Linked DNA regions of Mus musculus: region 1 is linked to region 2. Evidence: chromatin contacts called from public HiCAR-type data. All regions are on one chromosome and are shown on one strand. Each heading gives the region's core, a stretch centred on a gene start, on an enhancer-like site or on the middle of the called end of the contact. The rest is flanking DNA. Distances are from core to core; before and after follow the strand shown.

What was found. HiCAR-type assays count read pairs that join an accessible place to other places.
Region 1: a contact with region 2 is called in a HiCAR-type map of astrocytes, with 5 times the contacts expected there. The contact joins the promoter of Fat3 here to the promoter of Smco4 in region 2. A contact is called at or near these places in 2 of 39 promoter capture datasets (cranial neural crest and second pharyngeal arch cranial neural crest), 1 of 484 Hi-C or Micro-C datasets (embryonic stem cells) and 2 of 115 datasets of contacts at active chromatin or transcription factors (astrocytes and embryonic forebrain).

Annotation. Positions count from the first base shown.
Region 1 is chr9:16,500,269-16,505,545 of GRCm38.p6, forward strand. Fat3 (FAT atypical cadherin 3) reads right to left here and starts at 1,786. Exons shown (of 26, transcript NM_001080814.2): 1 at 1,605-1,786.
Region 2 is chr9:15,489,590-15,495,360 of GRCm38.p6, forward strand. Smco4 (single-pass membrane protein with coiled-coil domains 4) reads left to right here and starts at 3,843. Exons shown (of 3, transcript NM_001359604.1): 1 at 3,843-4,040.

The sequences.
Region 1 (5,277 bases), core at 536-3,035, 1.0 Mb after region 2:
GCAGAGAAAGGATTCTCCCACCCTCAGCCTAGCCCAGTGTCCCTCACTCCAGCCTCTGTGCCTAGGATTCTGGAATACCCCCACCAAGATCCAGGACCCGAGAGCAAGCGGCGGCGAAGTGGGTCTCCTTCAGGGAGACTAGAGCCATTGGCTGCCCTCGGTTCCACATTCCATAGCTTCTTGCTTCTGGGAGACTCCCAGCCACCTCCGCATCTTCACTGCCTGTGTAGTCTACCTTCACGTTCATTTATGGGTACTCTCATTGCCGAGCTTGCTCGTTATTGTACCTCAAGGTGGGTGCTATCACCAGCATGCACATCTAGGAGCGCCCCCTTTCCTCTGGTAGCAAGAGCCAAGAGCTGTGCCTTTAGAGCGTCCGGCAACACCCGGCCCTCTGCATCTCACCCTCTCTCCGAGCGCACCACAGCTCCCAAGAGCCGGGCAGAGGACAGCAACAAAAGTTGCTTTCCGCAAAGTCTAATCTTGGACAATGTTTAAACACTTCCGAAAACACACGAGACAAGAGTCTGCTGGGGGAGAAACAGTGACCGCATTATACTGCCAAAAAGACCCGGGCTCGCCACCTTTCTCCAGCCCGGCCCGATGCATTTTAGCTCAGCGACCCCAGCTGGTCAAGTCCTCTCGCTCACCAAGCGCCACGCGAAATCTGTCCAGTCCACCTCTGTCACCCCCAGCCAGCTCCCTAAGATCCCCAACTGCACTCCGGTGAGCCAATGGTTTCTTTTCCACACCTTCCGGAAAGAACTCGGGGCGGCGAACAGTGCGCCCTCAACGTGCCCACGAGGAGCCGCAAGGGCTGTTCGGCATCCCTGGGATGATCAGACTACCGCTATTCTCTTTTCAAATAGCACGGTCAGTTCTGACGCCCGCCAAAAATCATGCGTTCTCCCAAAGCAGTCGGGTCCATCTCCCGTCAAAACAACAGAAATCCTTTCCTGGCTTCTCGGCTAAACTGTCGCACCAGTTCAAAGTCGGCTGTCATTTAGAACCTTTCACAACCCAAGACTCAGACATAGTATGCAGGGGCAGGCGAACATTCTAGGCTACCCTTCCTGCACCGTGGAAGTGGAGGCTGGGCTCTTTGCTCCGCTCATAGCCTCCTCTAGCATGCACCCAACTTGCGCCTCTGGGTCCTGCAAGTGCATCCATCGGCATCTGCCCCTCTTCCTACTGAGTGCTGCAAGCGCCAGCTACCCAGCGGAATCGCCGCCTGATATCATCCACCTGCAGCCAACGGCCAAAGCTCAGTGAGGACCCAGAGCTGCATGTACAGACCCGAAAGATCGCCCTCCTCTTATTGCTAGCCCTAAACTTAACCAACTCCGGTGCCATTTCCTGGCTCCTGCCGCAGGGCTGTCTCCCTGGGTTCCAGCTGGTAGCGGTAATGACCACAGCTCCAGGCAGCGCCCAGGCAGGAACTTTACAAGGTGAAAAGTTTCCCCCCACTCTCTCTGAGAGCTTTAGCTTTCCGGAGCACCCATCACAGCCTCTCTGTAACCAGGTTGCTGAGGCTGTTCTGAGAAAGGTGCACCCCAGCCAGTGCACCATGCACCCAAATAAGCATGCTAAAAATCCTCACGCACCCTTGCCTTGGTCAGCGATGCGCCCCTGCACCCGACGAGTCCTCCGTGGTCTTCCTTTCAAGTCTAGGGGCGAGCTGGCCACCCCGCCGCCTCCGCCGCAGTGCTCGCCGCGTGCTCCCGGCTGAGGCTAGGGCGGCGAGCGGAGGCGCTAGGCGCTCAGGACGCCGCCACTGCTGCGGGTTGGCGGCGGAGGAGGGGAGTCGGAGGAGGATGGCGGCGGGAGGGGTGGGGAACCCGGGAGCGAGGTCCCAACGCGCAGCCCAGATCACAGCGCAGCCTGCCGGGGGGAGCGGTTCTCGCGTCTGCTCTAGTCAGCTTGCACCGCTACTGCTGGCGGTGGAGAGGTACCGGGTTCTTCTTCGCGGCGGCCGCCGCCGCACTGCCAAACCCCTAGCTTCGCTGTATTCTCCTCCCTCCCGCAGAGCCGCGTCCTCCGGGGGATGGGGGTGGGGGATGACCAGAGATCTCCGAGCGCCACACGAAGAGAAGGGGAGGGAAAGGGGGGCAGGGAGACCCGGCGGTCAGCAGGAGGACGCTAAGGGCGCCTCGCCTGGAAGCTGGACTAATTTTAGAGCCTAGGCATCCTCCACTTCTAGCGTGGCTGGAAGAACGCACCAAAGTCAGACTGACGTTTTCAGAGAGCGCGCACACACCACACTCAATCGTCTCTGCTCTGCTCTGCTCTGCTCTGCTCTGCTCTGCTCTGCTCTGCTCTGCTCTGCTCTGCTCTGCTCTTCAGCCTGCTGCCTAGAATACACTAGACTTCTCTGGACCAGATGAGGAAACCGAGGCACAATGAGACCAACATGGTTTTACCCAAGCTCCTCAGGCTACTTTGAAGCACAGTGGGCACGGCTATCAAACGCTGTACCTCCTGCTGCCCACCCGGGACTCGCATTTCTTTCCCACGCATTTTCAGATCACTGGGATCACCTTTGTGTGGGAGAGAATCAGACTAAAAAGTAACATGACTCATCACCCCCACCCAGTCTGAAACACGGTGGGATGTGAAGACATTCAGAACAGGAATGAGTGAACAGTCTCAGGGGAGCCAGGTGATTAGCAATACCAACCGGTGTGCCCTCTAGGTCCTTTTACTTCTGGATCATCCTCACAAGTCTGAGGATTCATGGCACCCCACCCCACCCCACCCCACCCACACTGCTTCAGTAGAGCTACACTTCAGCCTATGTTCCTTGCCTGTGAGCTCTGAAACATTCCTAACTAACGGCCAGCCCCGGTAAACCTGGGCCAGCGCCAGCCTCCACCCAACCCCCACTGCTGCACAGCAAATCACGTCTGTCTAAAGCAGGCTTTCACCCCAGGGGGTTCCTAGGGTGCCCACTCCCAGGCAGCTTCTCTGGAACTCTGGGACCGAGCAGTAACTCCAAGAGAGATGCTTCCGCAGACATGCTGTAGAGATAAATTTGCTCCTTTTCTTGATTCCTGAATTTCCCTTCCAGGAGCAGAGTCTGTCTCTCCTTAAAGTCTCTGTGCTCAGTCACACCCTTTGAAGAGTTACTAGAATTTGCCTTTTTGGTCTTCCTCTCCCAAGCCTGGGGCCTTAAGGATCTGAAAAGCCCTCCACTTTCAGTAGGTGGGCGGTTCCCCCTTGAAAGCCTTCTGCAGCCTCTGCACTGCCTTGACTGCCCCATAAAGCACTCTGCATGCTCCGCTTGCTTGCCTTGAGCATTTAATGGAAATACTAAGGAATACTGACAGCTAGCCATACATCAACTAATTCCAGGACAGAAGCATGATGCTGTCCAGGGCTTCACAGTCAGAAAGGCCAGAAGAAAAGTTACCTGCTCTCCAATTATGTCCTTTGCATAATTCTATTCTGATTTTATTTTTATTCAAACACTTTCTTAGGGCATTAAAAATTTATTGCCATATAAATATGCTCCTGGTATGGTGTATTCCTTGTGACTGACCCAAGGTTGTTAGTATTGCATCAAAGATTTTAGTGATTCAAGCATTTTACATTCTAGTGCTTCTGTGGGAAGACTGGGAGAGTCAGCTGCTGGCTGGATGGCTCCTGGGATGCACAGGGAGTTGGTGTTGGCAGCAGGACAGGCCATCTTCCACCTCCTTCCTGGGAAGCTGGCCAGGTAACTGAAGATGCAAGGATGTGGTGGGAGTCCAACCCCTCCAAAGACTTTCTTAGGCCTCAGAGGCACTTCACGCCTAAGTGCAGAAATCTGTCTAACTCTCTACCTCCTGCCTTCAGGCAGAGTGTAGGTAGTAAAGTAAACAGTCTCTACTCCCAGGGCAGAAACGGGCCATGGCAACCTAGGGGAAAATGACTCTGCAATATTGCCGAATGGTTTATTCAGTGGGACACCCTTTGGTATAATACTTGTTGATATCAGAAAAACATCTATTTCTTTATAACATAATCTACTACGAACCTGTGATATTGTGGTCACATTGTTGACAAAGCTATGAACTTAATGAATGAACCAAAAAGATTTATAATTCTTAAATTTTCACCCACGGTACCCTGTACAAATCCCAGTGTAGTGGATAAATATATTAAATAGTCAAAAATTAGACAAGGGAAGAAAGCATGAAAAGTCTCTATAAGACTTGCTAACAACATAGAAGAGAGCACTAACTGAAAAGCCAGAAATATATACTCATGTCACCTGCTTTATCATACTTCTGAGGTCCCACTCCACCTCCTCTGGGCCTTATCTCTTCCTTTAGACTACTGAACAACTTGCTCAACTGGATTCTTGCAAGCTATACTAATAGTACTGAGCCCTGATCCACTCTTGTAGCTCACTCCTCACCAAGGGTCTATTGAGGTGTCCATATACGTGGAAACCTAGATATGTAGGAGTTTAGACACTGAGAAATCTTCAGTGAACAAGACTTGGGAGTGTTTAGCGATATGCATGACTCTGCCACAGACGGGGGAGGCAGATAATGTTCCACATGGCTTCTGGGTTGGTCTTGCTGCAAGAAGCAGTCATCAGCTTGGCTGTACAAACTTGCCTTTCAGTTGTTCCTGGCTCTCTGACCTCCATGTGCTCCTGGGATCACACTTACACTCCAAAAATATTCCAATGAAAAGGCTTTAAAATTAAGTAGGCTTAGGTATTTTTTTTTCTTCTTCAAAACCTACTTTATTTAGGGTTCTTGAACACATCATCTTCTTTTCTAACCCACTGATCAGAGGGAGGCGGAAAAGGTTAATATGAAAGGCTTTTGTGAACCTGTTTAGAAGTAGTTTCTTGGTGCAATTCCAGCCTTTGTTGTCAGGATACCAGCAATCCAGTTCAATAGCAAACACCAAACAGTAAACCCAAATCAGTAGTGGTGGCATAGTCAGCAAATAAGTAAATAGATAGGCAGATAGATAGATAGATAGATAGATAGATAGATAGATGATAGATAGATAGATAAATAGGTAGATAGAGTAAATAAATAAAAGCACAAGTCAGAAGAAGCAGCCAGAACCCGTCACAATACCATGAGAAGTTCTTTGGTTCCTTTCTATCTACAAAGTGAAGACCAACAAACACCAACTAAGACTAGCAAAGACCAATGAAGTCCAGGAAAACATTACACAGCACAGCAATGCAAGTGGATCCTGTGGCCGTACGTGGAATTCTATGTATTCTTTCTAAACATCACATGTCCTCTCAAATGCCTGTTTTCAGTAAAA
Region 2 (5,771 bases), core at 2,593-5,092:
ATGAGGCTTGTGTTTGTCTTTCCAGAATTGCTGAGAGATCCTAGCTTTAGGCCCTCCTGAAACTTGGATTGTGGGCTATCTACCTATCCACCAGTTTTTATTTTTATTTCTGGTGATCTTGTCTACCCTATCCCTTAGATTGCTCCAACTATTGCCCAAGATCATTGTATTTAAAAATGTGTTTCTATTGTTAATTGTGTGTGTGGGTGCCCTGGGAGGCCAGTCTGCAGCTGGAGTTACAAGCAGTTATGAGCTGCTTGATCTGAGTGCTGGAACTGACCTTGGCTCCTCCGCAAGAGCAGCAAGTGCTCCTAACCACTTAGCCACCTCTTCAGCCCCAAGAAGAAGATTTTAAATGGCAACAAATGTCAAAAGGGGAAATCATAAGAGTTCAGGAATGCAAAATAGTCTGCTTTGAGCCAGCTCCAGAGCCCGTGGGGCTCTAATCTGCTCAGGTGCTTCTTCATGGCATAATGAGGTGCTGGGTTCAAGGATCCTGCTTGTTCTGGTCCTGGGTTGGGGCGGTAGCATATTGAGGAAAGCACTTATTTCAGGTTGTATTACCTGAGTTCTCTCCCTGGAACCTGTGTAAAGAGCCAGATGCAATAGTGCATCTGCATTCCTCACATGCCCCTCTTGGGATATGGCTGCAAAGGAAGAACTGTCAGATGCTCACAGGTCATCTAGCCTGGTATTCGCATCAGTGAACAAGAGACCCATTCTCAAATTAGATTGAAGGCAGAGGCGGACACCCAAGGAATACATGCACCATATGCACAAAACCCACGGTATACAAACACATGAGCACACAGACACACACAGACACACACACACACACACACACACACACACACAGACATGCACACACACACACACTATGCACACACACGCACACACACACAGACATGCACACACACACAGACACACACACACATGCACACACAGACATGCACACACACACACACAGACATGCACACACACACACACATGCACATAGACATGCACACAGACATGCACACACACACAGACACACACAGGCACAGACATGCACACACACACAGACACGCACACAGACATGCACATAGACATACACACACACACACACACACAGACATGCACACAGACATGCACACACACAGAGACATGCACACACACACGCACACACCCCTTTTCATTAAGGAGCTTACTCTCTAGGGGAGGAAATAAATATAACAACCTCCACGACACCTACTGTTGGCATTCCAGTCAGGCTTAAAGCCTGATAGCTTACAAGCTGACCTTGCCAGCCCCTTGTCATACTGGCAGCAAAAGAATTTTAAACTGCCAGGCTCAGTGATGAGCCAATTCAATGAAGGACTCTGGAAGAGGCATTTACATAAAATGCGATGCTCCACTAAGCTCAGACACAGACCTCAGCTCAATACTTCATGACAGGAAACACTAGCTGGAGACTGATTCTTGGTTGAATTTCGCCAAGACCTTGTAACTGGAGAAATGCTTACCAGGAAGGGTGGGTGTCTCTATTATCTACTGTCATGTAAGAACCATTCCAAATGCTCAGTGACTGAAAGCCAGTACCATTTTAGATTTGAAACCCTGGGTTACCTGTGGCTGACTCTGCCCAGGACTCACCCAGGTAGGACTTGGCTGTACTGCCAAGTTCTTCTCTCCTTGGGTCTTTCCTATATGTAGAGATTCTTTGTGGAAATCTTAAGGCAGCATAAGAACAAGGAGCAAGGCTCAAATTCTCAGCTCACAAGATCTCATAATATACTCACAGGTCAAAATGAGTGACATGGTCAGCATGGGAGGAGCCATCTGAGAGTGAGCATTCTTCCTTCAGGTCAGCAGAGAGGTTGTGAGGATGGCCCTTGACCTTTGGAAATCTGCAACTCTAACTTGTGAATGAAGGCCTTTTCACTAAGGTGCAAACAAGTACTTACCAAAGGCAAAGAAAGTTTGGAGTCACCTGGTAAGGGGCTGTTTCTCCAATACCCCATAAAAACACAACAGCCTTGGGAAGTTATATCCTGGACCCTGAGGCTTACAGATTTCATATGGAGCTGCATATGGTCCCCCTCTGCCCTAGATGGAGGACATCTGTGTGTGTCTCACTCACCAGAGCTCACACGTGAGGACAAGAACTTTGCTCACACAATTGTTTCTCTAACTCTAGGGCTCACAATACTAAAGAGATGATCCCTGTGTGCTTGCTATCTACACTGTGCCTTTATGAAACGGTCTGGTGCTCTAGAGATTGCCGCATAGACTGGGCCATTCCTTCTTACATGACCGGTCACAGAAGCTCTGGAGACAACCAGGTCAACAGTCTCAGCTCTTAACAAATCAGTGTGTTACCAGGACTCAGGGGAGGAGGGACTGAGACAGCTGTTTCCAAGGTTGACCTTGCTGGTCAGTGACTGAGCCACCACCTGTGGTGTTAAGGTTGTCCCCAGTGGGGGGAAAATAGCCTTCCTAGGAGCTGGAGAGAGCACAGAAGAACACTTGCTACTCCCCCAGGGGGCTTGAGTTTCACTCCCAGCACCCACAAGTGGCTCACAACCTCCTATAACTGCAATTCCAGGGGATCCAATGCCTCAAACAAAATTAACCTTAAAAAATAGCCTTTATTTCTTTCTGTGCGTATCCTCAAGTGCCTGAAGATGTGGAAATCAACTGTCTCTCCTCCATGGTTTGCTGTCTTGTTTTCTTGAGACAGGGTTTCCCACGGAACCTAGACCTCAGCCTTTGGCTAGGCTGGCTGGCCAGGGATCTGAATGTCTCCCCTAGGATTACACACACACACACACACACACACACACACACACACACACACACACACACACTCTCTCTCTCTCTCTCTCTCTCCCTCTCTCTCTCTCTCTCTCTCGATGTTATACCTAGGTTTTATGGGGGTGCAGGGATCTGAACTTAGGTGCTAACGCTTGGGTGGTAGGTACTTTACTGAGTCATCTCGTTAGATCCCCAGTAGTCTTCTTACATGTGTATTTTCGCCCTGCACTGGAAGAGTAACAATACGAATGAGTACCAGGCAGGGCTATGCTAAGCGCTGTATATGATCTCTGTATATCTTCAAATATAACACCGGCAAGTAGGTTTTTATGACTATACCAGGAAGAAGGTTTTATGACTCTTACGGATGAGTTCATTTTTGGCAAAAGGAGATTAGCTTTCCTAAGACGTCTCAACTTTTAAGAGGTTGATTTAAAACCCAAATGTGTTTGGCTAAAAGTCCTTAATAACATTTAGCTTAGGGCCTTATGGGGCTTTAATACTGATAAGGGACAAGGAGTCCCATTTTATTTATAACAAGCTGAACATTATAAATAAACAAACCCAGGTCAGAACATTCCCTTAGGGGAGGAGATCTGTGATTGTATTTTGTTTCCTCATAAACCCCAGGCACAGGTCACAGAACAAACTACCGCCATTGGACACTAACCTGTTCTCTAACCTGCGCCAGGTATGGATGTACTTAAGGGCTACCTGAACACAGTTCTTCAAGGGTGACCTCGTGGGGAAGCCAGTGCTTCTGGTCACAGTCCGCTTGACAGGGCGGGACCGCCATGTAGAACCTGATACCCATTTTCAAGAACAGGGACCCTAAACCTCCCCTTCTCCCCTCAACAATGGCGGAGGCGCATCTGAGTGCACCTGGCCTGTTAGCAGTGGAGCACGCAAGAAAGCACTTCGCTTTTGCAACCCAGACCGCCACCTGCCATTTACGGGTTCCCTGACACAGGGTGCTTCAGGCCTGGCTGCCTTCTGGGCGTGACCGCACGCGTGCGTCTCCTCCTCCGGCGGGCTAGGCGGCCTGGCCTGCCGGGCGTCCGCAGGGTGCAGGGTGCCGCGTGGCCCGGCCCCGCGTTAGGGTTAGGGAGCAGGATTCGGCTTCCCGGCGGCAGAGGGCGCCTGGAGCCGCGGTCCCGCGCCCCGGAGCCGCCCGCGAGGCGCGAGCAGAGGCGAGGCGGGCGAGCGGCGGCCCCTGCCACGTACCCGGCCGTGCGCGGCGGCGGCAGGTGGGCGCGGGGGCTGCGGGGACCGCGCGGCTCCGAGCGGGGCCTCCGCGTGCTGGTGCTGGGGGCAGGGGCGCCGCGGGTGGAGCGCGCTGGCGGGCGGGACGGCTCTGCGCTCACCGCTGCGCCTTCCGGGCCGGGCCGGGAAAAGTTGGGGCGGCGCGCTGGCCTCGGGGGCCGGGCGGGAAGTGCGGCGCGGGCGGCCGAGGCCCCGCGTGGGAAGGCGGCCCCGCGCGGACACGCGGGGACACGCGCGGCCCGCAGAGGGGCGCGCGTTTGCAGGTGGCGGCGGGTGGCGGAGAACCCAGCGGGGCGGCGGGGACGGGCTGGCCTCTTCCCCGCTGCGGCCCAGGGGCCCGGCCGAGAGTTGGGGGCCCCTCGTGGCGTTCGGGGTCCCCGTGGGGAAGGAGCTGAGCGTGGTTTGCTGCGTCGCGGGCTCCAGGACCACCCCTCCCGGTGCCTCCTCCACCTCACACTGCGGTGCGTTTGTCCTGGGGAAGTTGAGCGGGCCGCGGAGTGGACGGTATGTGCAGGGTGTTTGAAGAGAGTGGGATGGGACCGCATGAAGCACGCACACCCACCCAACCTCTCATTCCCGGCTCAGTGCGAAACTCCCGGCCCCCTAGCGTTTAAGAGATTCTCCGGGCTGGGCCAGCAGCTTCTCAAAGCTGCACAGCACATCTAGGCATAGTGTGTGGCTAGGAGACATGGCCTCTGATTTTCTGTCTGTCGCTGGCCACTTCCCAAACAAGGTTTCAACAGATGCCCGTGCGTTATTAGAACAACCTATGTGGTGCCCCTTGATGAACTTGATGGCCCGTCCCCAATACGCTTAGTATTCAAATCACCTCCATGCCTCCTTGAGTGCAGTGGAGCATAGCTGTGGGCCCAGGCCATGGGCCTCTTGAGTCGTTGCGAGAGTCTAGATGTGTCAGCAGGACATGACCTTGGGTGAGCCCTATGGACCTCAGTGTTCTAATCTGTGCAATAGGAGAAAAAAGCCAGATAATTTACAGAAGGCAGGAGGAGGTTTCCGAGGATAGCCTGAAGTGTAGCCTTGTCTGACGTGCAGTCTCTCATGTGTACAAATGTTTCTACTTGCCCCCAGAAAGAAATTAGGATAGCTTTGAAGAAAACAGGAGCTAAAAAGATTGAACACACAAAGCAAGAAAGTCGTAACTGGTACTAGGTGTACGTTGGAGTGCTGTACTCACGAAGGTAGTGGGTATTATGGGCTACTGGTCTTTGCTATAAAGTCGCTTCTAGAGCTGAGACCATACTGAACATGCCATCCATGGGCATGAATTGCTTCTTATTGTAGCGTTCAAGCCTGGGGTGGTCGCTCAGCTGGCTTGATGGGGCCCTTCCTGAGGGGCATGTCCACATCTCAGTATCCTGTGTAACGGCATCCTTGCTACCTCTTCTGGTCCAGCTATATGTAGTGGGCTGGCTTCCCAATTGCATGTGATGTTTCAAGCTGATTTCTTCCACATTCAAATAGTAAATATGTATGCATGAGGTACGCTTGGGTGCAGCCCACTACAAATAGTTTACATAATAGTGTATGCTTATTCCAGTAAGATGTAGTACTCTATCTTATTCCTCCGTTTCTTCTGGGGCAGCCTCTCACCCGGACTGGGGAAAGTTTTTTGGTCCTGAGGGCAATCGCAGTAATTGGGCTAAGCAGCTCATTAATGATCAAGCTTTAGTTTGTAAGGTGAGGGGGGATTTTCT